Linked DNA regions of Sus scrofa: region 1 is linked to region 2. The links are chromatin contacts, called in public HiChIP or PLAC-seq maps. All regions are on one chromosome and are shown on one strand. The core of a region is the stretch at or near the end of the contact, and the rest is flanking DNA. Distances in the headings are between cores, read along the strand shown.

Region 1 (3,878 bases), core at 941-3,440, 1.3 Mb before region 2:
ACAAAAAAACAAGTACTTTTTTTAATGGAGTAGTAGCATGTTATTTTTCTTCTAGTTTTATTGAGATATAACTGACATATAGCACAGTGTAAATATAAGCTGTACAGCATAATGATCTGACTGACTTACAACATGAAATGTTTACCACAAAAAGTTTAGTGAACATCCATCATCTCATACAGATACAAAATGAAAGGCAAAAACTTTTTTTCCCTGTGAAAAGAATGCAAGACTTGGAGTTCCCTTTGTGGGTCAGCAGTTAGCAAACCCGACTAGCAGCCATGAGGACACGGGTTCAATCCCTGGCCTTGCTCAGTGAGTTAAGGATCCGGTGTTGCCGTGAACTGAACTGTGGTGGAGGTCGCAGATGTGGCTCAGATCCTGAGTTGCTGTGGTGTAGGCTGGCAGCTACAGTTCTGATTGGACCTCTAGCCTGGGAACCTCCATATGCCACAGGAGCAGCCCTGAAAGACAAAAAGACCAAAAAAATAAATAAAATAATGCAAGACTTACTTTCTTAAGAATTTTCATATATAACATACAGCCGTATATGTACCATGTCATATATTACATCCTTAGTACTTATTTATCTTATTCTGGAAGTTTGTACCTTTTAATCACCTTTGTCACCCTGCAAAGACGTTATGCTATTATTGACTCAATTCCCCGCCCTGTTACATAATTATTGACTATATTCCCCACACTGACTCATTTATTTGGTAACTGGAAGTTTGCACCTCTTAACTTCCCTCGCCCAGCTGTGGTGTTTGGAACACTCATGCTGTGTATATCCTTGCACACATCTCTCTGTGTTCATATGTGGGACTTCTGTTTTAGAGGTAGACTCCATGGGTTATCGGCCGTGTGAATGTTCTGCTCTAAGAGATAAAATCTGGGATAAGCCCAAGTAGATCTTCCAAGATAAAAACTTCAAAGATAAAGGCAAGTGGGGCCTTGATAATTATCCCTCTGCGGCTATTACATTGTCGTAATTACTTTCATCTGTGTCTGATGGACAAAGCTGTCCCCCTGTTCTTGATCTCCAGAAGTGTCTTTGCTCTTCTAGAAGGCTCTTAGCTTTTCCATATCTATCTTACAATAAACTTTTCAGGTTTCACTAGAAACTGTTGAACTTTTGATTGAAGTCACATTACATCTCAGGGTCATTTGGTAAAGATTTCCATTTCGAAACACCTTGGAGACAATGTTAGGTTTTTTTCCACAACAGCTAAAAGCCAGAACAAGTACCACTGCGCTTTGTAGCAGATTGTTAATAGCCGTTATTAGGCGAGTGACCTTTTTTAGTTGAACCAATGTCCTTAGATTGAGGGCTAGGGCTGTTTTCTTGATCACACCATGAGACTAACTATACATCTAATTGTTTCTTAGGAAATAACAAGGAGAAACCATAGGTTAATTAAAATGAACAACTCAATTAAGGAAAAAAAAAAAGTGAATTCCTAACTTCTTAGGAACTACTATGTATGAGAGGTGGTCACCAGGCAAAGAATACATGAAAATGACATTTTTACAGTGTCATTTGAGTAACTTATCTTCTGGACCAGCATAGCAGTTCCAAGCAAGACTTCAAGTTTGCTGCTTCTTAAGAATCCTCTCTGATGAGAATTGTAACATCGTGTAGATTTAGGATTCTCCTTAATGATTGCTGTTTAGCTAACTAATAATCAATTCCATGGCAGATTTACATCGAAAGAGAGTATACTTTACAGCTTGTTACCAGTTAGAGGTAATAGTTTTATGATTTTATTTAAACTGTAGGCTTTTATAAATTAGAGGTTTATAACTTGCTTGATTTGCAAAACCTAATTTCACCTCCATCTCAGCACAGTTTATGACTGGCCATTGCTCTGAGCTCATGCATACTGATCTGGATATTTTTTAATCAGGAGTGAATGGACAAGCCGGGCAGGCTGTTTTATTTCTTTGTTATTTAGCCTTCATTATCTTTTTAACATCTGTTGTTCATTTCAGATTTTTTAAAAACAAGCATGATTCAAAGTCATCCTGCAGATGATAGTCTCATTGTCTGGACATTGCAAAACAGCTTTATGCAGGAAGCCAGATTTGTGCAATCTCAGTTTTGTCAAGCTGTTTTTAGAAGAGCGGTTTGTAAAATAGGCACAACCAATGAGAAGCTGATTACCCTAAAAGCAAGCAGTGATGTTTGACTTGAGACTGCCTTTCCCTCCCTATCCGCAGTTCCTTTATCCTGGCTCCAGCAGGCACCATCCTTTCTGGCCTAGTTCATTTCAGTAGCTTTCCACCTTCCCTCCAACAACATCCTGCTGGACTCCAGCCTTTATTCCACAGCCTGAAAGAGCTTTCTGGAGTGTAAATCTGACTGCATTACCTCTCTGTTGAAAATGCCTTCCTATGTGCCTAAGTCTTGGCCACCAGAGGCCAAACCCCTCAATAACCTGATCCTTTTACCTCTAGGTTCAAATCCATCACTTCCTCCCTCCACTCTCCCAAGTTTCCCACACACTCTGTCCTCATGAAGCTGCACATGGCCTTCCCTCTTCTTGGAGCACCCTTTCGTTCTCTTCTTGGCTACGTGTCCTGCAGGTCTCAGCTTCATCTTGAGTTTCAGCATGCCTGAACCATTTCTCAGTGTTTCTCTGCCAGCTCCAAGTCTGTAGACGAGTGCCTCCGCAAGTGCACTCTGGGCATCCTGATCATATCACTTCACCTCAAGAGTGAGAAGTCATGCCTGCACTTGACTGTGAGCCACCAAAGCGAGGCCCCATGTGACTAATCACCTCTACATCACTAGCTCCAAGTATGAAGCCCTCTGAAAATTTGTAGAATAAAGGAATCTTGTTAAGTGTTCTCCTTGTATGGTGGTACTATATTTGTTCAGATTTATCACTCAGGCTAAGAGTTTTGTTTGCATTTTGTTTCTACATCTTTCTTTGGGAAGAATTTCTAAATCATAATTGAACATGATGTATTGGATTTAAATATCCATGATTGAAATGTATAAAACAAACCAGAGATTGAGTGACTTCAGGGTAAAGGAATTTGTAATGTGCATTTGGGAAACTGAGAATTCATTTACAAATGATGGTTTAGGAATGATTAAGTCACTTAAAGCCAGGAAGCACAGAGAAAGGGATATTTTAGCAATTTATAATCCAGAATATTAAATTATCTGTTAAAATGTTGAAGGTGGTTCATTTGTTTCTATGGAGAGAATTCCATTGTTTGAAAATATATATGGATAAACAATGAATGAAATAGGAATTAGAGATTGAACCATGAAATTTGCATCAATAGCCTTCCAAGTATTTCCAAGCTAAAGATGCAAGCTGAGACTAGATACTTATAAGACTTCTATTTACAAATTACTGGGCAGCCTTTTAAACATTTTTTTCAAAAAAAGATTCTAAAAGATTTCTTAATATTATACACATCATATTCTTTGTTAAGTCATTAATTTGTACCCAGAAGGTCTTGAACGTGACTAACTTGCTGAAGTTTCCATTGATTTCATTTAGCATCTTTCATGTTCTCAACAACTTGCATTTACGGAGTTCTCCAAACACATTTTTCTCACCCTTGTTTTTCTATTTATTGCTTTTCTAGAAACATTCTCCAAAGTTCCTCCTATATTCCATGCAAATTTTATGGAGTGAACACTTGATAGTTTTATCTGCCAAGTATCTCTTACCCTCTTTTTCTGGTAAGAGTGCCTTCTCATTATTTGGAAATGTGCAGCCTTTTGGAAACAGCACCTCACCGTCATTTAGGAATGCCCTCTCTGACCCTGTGTTGTTCACCTGGGCCTTTTATCATATGTCCTACTTCCTCAGACAGTTCAGCTGTGTCCCAAAGGTGGGAACTCATAAAAACCCTTC
Region 2 (3,490 bases), core at 807-3,306:
AGAAATACCTAATATTTCTTGGCAAATTCTATTTGGTGTTGTGGTACAAACACACAGTGTAAAAAATTTCAAGGGATACGTAAGTTTTCTGGACAGTTGCAGGCCCCTTTCTTTTTGAAAGTTTAGAGCTCCAATACCCTCAATTCTACTGGCAGAATTAGGATGGACTTAGAGGGTCCTAAACGTGACCGATTCACTAAGGCGGGGGGCTACAGCTTGCAGCAACGTGCTCGGCAACTTAATCCTACGCTAAAAGAGGGCAGAGAGCGAAAAAGAATGGAATACAAACTCTCCCGACATTCGTAGTTACTTTCAAGGTGGATTGTGTATTTTAAGGCTGATGGGAACGTCTGGTTTGGGGAGCAAAAAGAAGAGAAGGTAAGTGTTTGTCCTTGTATCCACCAGTTCGTAGAGAAACAATGAAAGAACAAAGGGAACCACTTCTCCATCTGAACATTTTCTGAATCTCCCTCCGTTTCAAGCCAAAAAGCTTGCGAGGGGATTCGCTTTACTCTACCGTAAACAGTTGTTGCTAGGCTTGCTGAAAGAGAAAAAAGATGGGCGGCAATAAATATAGTAAATATAGACTAAATAATAATAATAATAATAAGGCTGGCTGTGGCGAATCTCCAGCTCCAGCCGCAGCAACTTAGAGCAGAAGTTGCTAAATGCAGGAAGGGAAAGCCCAAGAAAGAGGCTTTACATTACAGATTTCGAACTCAGTCATTTAAATAGCCTTACTTTTAAATAGCCTGACTTGCTTTTTGAAAGGATTTCTGTGCACAAAATGTGTAGGTTACTGTCTATGGGAAGAGAGCGGCGTCCTGTTTAGTTCGAAAAATGTTCTCTATTGCTAAATGTGGACTAGAATTTTTTAAAAGGAAAGGGGATTCAAGTATTGACGCTACTGCTTGCTAAAAGAAGAAATGGCAGTGGTGGCTGGGAAAGGAGAGGCGTATTTAAATGTATTTGCTTTTGGGTACGGTGGTTATCGGCAAGTCCGCCTTTGTGGGTCTGTGTGGCTGAATGAGTAAGTGACCGAGTGCCATCGGCATTATATAAATGGATCGGTGTGTGTGGGGGAGCCCCCAAAGCCGGCGAGCACGTGAAACACATTTTAACTGCCCCCCAAGCGGCGACCAAGCCCCCCCTCCACCCCACTCCCAAATCCGTATATTACCTGCCCAGTTACAGTGACACATGTTTATGTTTATAGTCCTGGTTTGTAGTAGTGTCAAGAGCCGCAGCTAGAGGAGGGGGAGGAGAGAGGAGAGGGAGGAGTAAATGCAACCACCCCCACTTGTTGTTAAAGCAAATTTACTGCGTTATTGCAAGCCCGGTACGGGGGGCTGGGAAGTGAGTTGAGAGGAAGGGTAGAGTTGGGTTGTGTGTTGGCGGTGGAAGGGGGGTGGGGTTGGAGATCCGGGATGGAGCTTCTCTCTCCAGCGGCCCGGGAAAAGCAGCTCGGTCAATAGGGGAGCATGCTGGCGCGGTGGAAAACAAAAAGGTTCCTCCAGCTCGCAGCGTTCACGTGGGGGGCTCCGCACGCAGGGCTCCAGGGCCCTGACCTCTGACCCCGGCTCCTCTCCGCGCTCTCCCAGTGCCGCGCGGCCACTTTTTACCCAGGATCCCTCGCGCGGGCCGCGCTCGTGCCGAGCTCGAGTCCTTCTTAATCCTCCATTCCCCGATTTCCATCCCCTCCCCCTGCCGCCAGCCCCGGGGGAGGATTCTCCGGCAGGGAACCCCCGCCCCACCCCCACCCCGAGAGTCCCGGCCGAGGAGGCCGCAGTCGGGGCGAGTGGGGCGGGGAGTGCAGAGCCGGCCTCCCCTGCCGGGCCGGGCCTGCGGGGGAGGGGAGGGGAAAGGGGGGAAAGGGGAGACGAGGGGGGGGGGTGCCGGGCGGCCCGGCCCCGTTGCCCGGCCGCGGCCTGGACCTGTTGACTGCTATTGGTCCGCCTCGACCCGCGCCCTCTCCTTGCCCGCAGCAGCCCCGGCCCTTCCGCGGAAACGTGGGGAGGAAATAATGATGGCTGTTCTCTCCGCCTCCCTCCAACTTTAGTTTTTTCTTGGGGGATGAGAAGGCAAAGTAATCTCATCCGCTGCCCCATCCTTTCTCATAAAGTACTGTCATGCGCGGGCCCACCGCCCTCCCGGCCCCCGCTATTTAAAACCTCCTCTCTTCCCCAGACCAGCTCCCCTGCCCGGAGCCCGAGGGCCCTCGACACCCCCGCTGCGCCTCCCCCCGCCTGGCCCGGCTTCGTCTTCAGCGAGTTGTGTTGCTTTTCCTCCCTAGAAGCTCCCTCGTCCGCGTTCCACTTTTTTACCGTCCCAGGAGGCGTAAGATAAAACCTCTGATTTGCTGCGTGCTGCCGGACACATTCTCAGCCCTCGTCAAAATGCATTTGATGGAAAGTTGAAAATAACAGTATTTAAAAGGAGGAAATAAAAACTGAGGGGAGAGTTCTTTTGCCAGGTTAGACGACATAAACGCATTAAAATTAAAAGAATACAAGATGTACTTAAAGTTGAAGATTTCACTGGATTTGCTGTATTTCCTTCTAGAGTTTGGCTTTCCTGGGGGAATCTTTTCCAGAGGGAAAGAGCAAATCAAAAGTAAGGTGGAAGTGAGACATCTCAATCACTTCTGAAAATAAAGGAGAAATTCAGAAAATATGTTAAGGAAATAGCGGGAAAGCGGCCGCAGCGAAAGCTGGAGTCGCCGAAGGAAGAGCCTCGGTGTCGCAGCCGGAGGAAGGAAGGCCAGCCGGGGATAGGAAGGAGACGCGCGGCGGCGGCGGCGGGGCGAGCGCCGGTTCCGGCCGGGCCGCGAGCCGCGGAGCTTGGGAGGAAGGCAGCGGCGGGCAGTGCTAGCGCGAAACCGCGGGCGGGGAGGGCCGTGGTGGGCGGGGGCCGAGCGCGCGGCCGGCGCCACAGAGGAAGCGGGATCCCGGCCGCGTTCGCCCGGCCGCCCCCATTGTTCGGCCCGCGCGCCGCTGTTCGCCGAGCGCGTCCTTCCCGAGGGAGGGGTCCAGCGGGCGGGCTCGGCCCCCACCCCGCCTCCCCGAACTCCATCGCTCGGGCCGGGTCTGGTCGGCGCCGCAAGTTTTATGATCAGTGTGTCCGATCGCGAGTGGTTCCCAACTCCAGACCGCGTAGGAAGGAGGCTTCACAACGTGCTGCTAAATTGGAGGAAGCTGGGCAAGCCTGCGACTTCCACGTGAAAAGAAGAGGGAAAGCAGCATAGATAGATGTTTGTAAAGTGATGACTAGATAGAGACAAATGCGGGCAAATTTTTTTCTGGATCTGGAAAGTTAGAGCCGATCGTAACCTATTTTAAATCTCTTTAAATGTATAGATTCGTAAATGAATGTCGGGATTCAAAGGAGTTCGGAAAAGCACATTTCGCTGTCTCTATTTGTTATTATTCAGCTCTTTGTTGTATACAAGGAGTCTGATTTTAAAAGGCTGGTTTGAGCTACCCCTAACAAA

What was found. HiChIP or PLAC-seq counts read pairs in DNA pulled down with a chosen protein or histone mark.
Region 1: an H3K27ac HiChIP or PLAC-seq map of alveolar macrophages shows a contact between it and region 2. The contact joins two enhancer-like sites. A contact is called at or near these places in 1 of 47 Hi-C or Micro-C datasets (embryonic fibroblasts) and 1 of 2 datasets of contacts at active chromatin or transcription factors (alveolar macrophages).

What each region holds. Positions count from the first base shown.
Region 1 is chr10:54,663,088-54,666,965 of Sscrofa11.1, reverse strand. The region is part of intron 2 of PLXDC2 (plexin domain-containing protein 2); the gene reads left to right. Among named protein-coding and RNA genes, the nearest start is that of PLXDC2, 12 kb to the left of the region's middle. Within about 2 kb of position 2,190, at least 9 of the 83 cell types and tissues checked have an H3K27ac peak or open chromatin away from gene starts, as enhancers often do. A contact at or near this core is called in alveolar macrophages, where this site is marked.
Region 2 is chr10:53,321,872-53,325,361 of Sscrofa11.1, reverse strand. No RefSeq gene overlaps it. Among named protein-coding and RNA genes, the nearest start is that of SKIDA1, 6.5 kb to the left of the region's middle. Within about 2 kb of position 2,056, at least 76 of the 83 cell types and tissues checked have an H3K27ac peak or open chromatin away from gene starts, as enhancers often do. A contact at or near this core is called in alveolar macrophages, where this site is marked.